Linked DNA regions of Arabidopsis thaliana: region 2 is linked to region 1. A link is a contact called in public capture Hi-C data. All regions are on one chromosome and are shown on one strand. The core of a region is the stretch at or near the end of the contact, and the rest is flanking DNA. Distances in the headings are between cores, read along the strand shown.

Region 1 (2,527 bases), core at 18-2,517:
TGAATATGCTAATTCCCCGAATTTGATCTGAATCCGAAGAAAATAGCGAAACAAAGTATTAAATAGAATATAATCTGATTGATTTCATAAACATTTGAGAACATTTTCTAACATATTTTTCATGAACATTATTAAAGATACTCCAAGTTTTTAAAATGAAGTTTATTTTTTGTGATATTTTCAGGTACTCATCAGTTTATTATATAATATACAGATTTTTTTTTTCGACATATAATATTTAGATATATCTAATACATATATTAAAAAAAATATATATATCAAAATGGATCCAACTTATCCGGATCTAGATTCCCGAAAATCTGAGTCCTAACCTGTTTTTTTTTTTTTTACTAACCTGTTTTTGAATTGGATCGGATCAAATTCAAATATTAGGTCAAATCGTAATTGAGATGATAGCTGTATTTGTTGATAAATTTTTGAGTTCTTTTACATTTTAATATTATTTTAATATATTATCAAGAAAATATAAGCATTTGCCCAAAAAAAAAAGGAAATCAAGAAAATATTGACGATATTGTACATATATTTATCGTCATATATATTCGTCTGTGTGTGTAATGTGTTTGACGTACCATGGATTGCTACTTGTTTCAGCGCCGTCCTTAGCAGTTGATTTGAGAGAACGATGAAGTGGGCCAATGACGACCACCTTGGGTGTATAGGCTTCAGGTTTCACTACTCGCATCCGATTTGGTACTCTATAAATGCAGGGTTCCTGAACTTTTTCATCCAAATCTATATGAACTTCCATCTTGGATTAGTCCAAGGACTTTTTTCTGTTTTGCACAAACAAATAAAAAGTTGAAGACTCGAGTATAATATATTCTTAGATCTATTTCTAAACCGAGATGGGTTCTATTTGAAAATTGGTTTCAATTATTATCTTTGTTCACATCATGCATGCTTATAGATAAATATATATATATATATAAATATATATATATATATATATATATATAAATATATATATATATATATATATATATATATATATATATATATCAATTAAAGACATAACTATAAGGAAGAAAGCTTACTGGTAATATGGATGAGCTATGGGAAGAAGATCCGTCTCTTTTAAACCCTTTAACGATTTTTCTTGTTTAGAAAATTTGACAGAGAGGGGGTATTTCAGTATTATGAAAATTTGTTCGAAGTAGATGATCATATATAAGTCAATGAATAACATGGTACAACTTGTAGTTATAAAAAGAGAGATTTCTTTAAAAGCAGGAAGATGTGTCTTTTAGTATTGATAAAAATTTTTGACAGAGAGCGAACCTATAAGTCAATGAATAAAAATATAAAAATAGTACAACTTGTAGTTATAAAAATATATAATACGGAATACTTAATAATTCGTATGGGCCTCAAATTTTTAATGGTCCCACTCTGTTAATAACAATGATCTCCAAGTATTAATACAGTAAAACATCTAGAACTCGCAATAATTTTTGTTAGAATTCGTCTATAATATTTTTACTTCATTAAAATTTGTTGGTGTTGTCTTCTACACACGATACTTGCTTTCTCACTTGTACTTAATTGTAGAAAATTAATATTTACAACAAAAAAAAACTTATTTTAATTAGAAATTTTATTTTAAACTAAGAAATTAGACAAATTTTTCTACAAATTAATAAAATATATAAATCCAGATTTTATTAATTTATAAAAGTTTTTCTGGTTTTTTTTATTAAAACATGAAAATAGTACAACTCATCCTAATTGTTACTTTATGAAAATAGAATAAGTCATTGTTGCCATATTTCGCCATGATAATACAAGCCTAGATTAGCTTGGTAAACCTCGACTTAATTTTATGATAAATACAGTTTTGGCAAAAAAAAGAAAGAATAAACTGCAGAAATATTATTTTTAGTTTTTTACTCGGTAATACATCAACTGAACAGAGGTAAATATTGAATAAAAAAATATAAAGTTGTGCTAAAGAGGTTATCCAACAAGGTAATCATACCCTTTGTGTTGCGAAAGGAAATGAGAATGTGAACACGACTTTAATGACAATTAATGATGACCATTTTCAATAATTTTCTTCATGAGCTAATTAGATAATGAAGTAGTTTTAAGAAAAAAAAAAAAGTAAATGAAGTAGTTGGAACGTAGCTTCCTTACATTAACTCTTCTGGACTTTTAATTATATATATATATATATATATATATATTTATATATGGATTCGTGCTCGCAGGCTCACAGCATCAAGTTAATACTTAATACCGTTGACTAGTTAGAAGAAGAAAAACACCCATCGTGCGTTTTTTTGTGTGTGGCCAGGTCATACTACTATTGCTAAAACATTAGTAATCGATAAATAAGACTATTTACTTAACTAATAATAATACTATAATAGATAACCAACCAAAATTATACTTTCATGTTTCTCAATACCCAAGCTTTCAGGCCAGGGTTTAAATTTCGAGCTGAAAAGCTTTTGTTTCAAACAAAGGATTTCGATTTCGTGTCATTGTTTAGATATCGTGTTGA
Region 2 (2,527 bases), core at 13-2,512, 85 kb after region 1:
TACTTAGTAAAAAGGTAAGCTGTAATTAAGTAATTCTTATGATGTAAGGGAGATAATACTAATCTAAACTCACAAATGAGCTAGAACAATTTCATTTTTTTTTTTTGGTCAGTTTTTCCCTAAAGATGTAAATATTTACTCAAACTGGTAAAAAAAAACATAGCTAGTGAAAATCGCAAACTGAAAGTAAGAAATGTACAATTAAATCAAACAAAACAAAAACAATGTTCAAAAGAAAAAGTCCTTCCAGCCTAAAAAGTCTTCAAAGTTCAACAACCCAAGAACCACTAAAGTTAGCAATGACCACTTTGAGTCTTGCCACTCCCACTTGCCGCCGACCTGACCAGAGCCTCTGCAGCCACCGCAACCTTAACCGTTCTCCTTCCGGCCTGCGAAGCCACGTCATCACTTCTCCCACAAACCGTCGACCCTGGACCCATCACAATCATTCCCTTCCATAAACTTCTCTTGCTCACCTTTTTCATGAAGCCACCATTATAACTCTTGTCATTATTTGTTTTACTTCTAGTAGTAGTATTACTGTCACTACCATTTCTCTTCTTCAACAAACCATGATCATCAAAACCATAATCATCATTACGATTATGATTATGATGATCATCGCCGTTGTGCTTCAAAACACTACTTAAACTCGTGGAGAAACTAGAATCATCAATGTTAAGCCTCTTGGAGATGTTCTTGGTTTCGTAAGTATCAAGAAGACGAGAGTAATACGTTTCTTGATCCCCACGAAATTGATAATTCGTGTACCAAAGCGGAGACTTAGTAGAAGAAACCCTATTCTCGGCCAAAACCCTATTCTCAGAGAGGATCATGTTCTTCGTGGCTTCGATCTTGTACCGTGAAGGTCGAGGTATTCTTTGTGCTCTCGTTACATCAAACTCTCTCATAATCGGTTTGCCTTCTTTCCGTAAGTACCAAGCCCACGCCGCCGCCTTCACCACCGCTAAATCATCTCCTCCTCCTCCTCCACCATAAACCATCATCGCCCGTTTCTTCTTCCTCCTCTTGTTTACGTTGTTGTTGATAGCATTCTTCTCCGAGACGGATGGTGAAGAAATGTAGTAGTTGGCAAATGGGAGCATTGTGGGAATAGAGTAAATAAAATTTGTGAGATAAACGTTAATAGTGGCGAAGGGAAAGGCTAAGGAAAATGATTGAAGAATATATTTATTTCGTATTAAAGGAAATAGTAAAGAAAAATGAAAGTAAGTAGGTGTGTTGGCCTTACTTTAAGGTCCACCAAATGGATACGGCAATCTAAATAATTCCATGGAGAAAATGTTTTTTTATATTTCTGTGTTAGTTGGATTTGGAATTGCATAGTGCTTATCCTACGTATCACCAGCGGTCCCGTATACGTATACTTAATTCGTGCATTAATATCTCAATAAATATGGGACTACAAGTCCTTGTTATGGACTGGACTACGAGAATATGGTTGTGACAGAAAAAAAATTAGATACAAGATTCAGTTTTTCCAAATTTTTAATTCATTTTGAAAAGATTCTTTGTTATTATAGTATGTGGAAGAAGTAACCACGCACTTTCTTCTCCACCTTGAAGTGTAAAGCTTTTGGTTTCGATGACGATGACGATGACGATGACTATCCAATTATATTATTTTAAGTCAACAAGGCTTATTGTGGAGATGAATGTTGTTGTATGATAAGGAATTATTTCTGTCCAACAGTTTTCTTACGCAATTAAATTTCAAGAACATAAGTATGATGGTCCCGTACCACAATAAGTTTTTGTTAGTTTGTGGTAAGTAATGGTTGTTTTAAAGTTCACACATTTTTGTGAAGAGGAGAAGTCTGGTTTCAAATGACTAGTCAAGACTATTAGCAGAAGACAAATATATGAACGAACCTTAGACCGATCCGATTACGGCCCATGATGGATCAAAATCACTTGCACCCATGTGACAGATAATGTTGGTATATTGCTTCTAAAAATAGACAAAAGGCTTAATTAGTACCGTTTATAGAAGTAAGAGTGCTCTTAGGAATAGTTCGGATAACTTTCCTTTTAATACTACTGCATAGGCAAGATCACAAAATGGAAACAACAATTTTGTGATTGAAAAATTTGTTATGTCTTCACATTAAACAATTGTTATGCCAATTTATAGATATAATAACATGGACTCAAGCTTACAAGGCTGACTTATATTCAATATAGTCCACTAGATATTATGGCCCATTATTCATTACCTTGATGGTCTCGTTAGTGTCCCCATTGAGATCCACTTTGTTATCAAGGAAGGTGAAAGGAAATAAAATTCCGGAGAAGTAGTCATTTGTTCGGTCTACTGATAAGCATCCCACATTGGTGGTTTGTTTGCAAACAAAGGGGTTCAAAAAGCCGTTGATATGAGTACGCAACGATCTTGTGAGTCATAGATCAAAAACGGACCAGACAGGATCAACATTGGTGTTTCATGTTTGTATAAAATGAAAAATAAAAGAGATCTTTAATTAGTCTCTAACATTGAAACATGAAG

Evidence for each region. Capture Hi-C pulls out chosen DNA fragments and counts their contacts.
Region 2: a contact with region 1 is called in a capture Hi-C map of seedling, with 1.6 times the contacts expected there. A contact is called at or near these places in 3 of 26 Hi-C or Micro-C datasets (callus, root and seed embryo) and 1 of 3 other capture datasets (seedling).

What each region holds. Positions count from the first base shown.
Region 1 is chr1:24,567,699-24,570,225 of TAIR10.1, forward strand. It overlaps AT1G65985 (transmembrane protein, putative (DUF247)), which reads right to left and starts at 1,268. Exons shown (of 6, transcript NM_001334231.1): 1 at 1,059-1,268; 2 at 594-797. The coding sequence starts at 772.
Region 2 is chr1:24,652,736-24,655,262 of TAIR10.1, forward strand. It overlaps AT1G66190, which reads right to left and starts at 1,263. Exons shown (of 1, transcript NM_105290.3): 1 at 6-1,263. The coding sequence starts at 1,106. The coding sequence ends at 294. It overlaps GSR2, which reads right to left. Exons shown (of 10, transcript NM_105291.4): 10 at 2,380-2,527.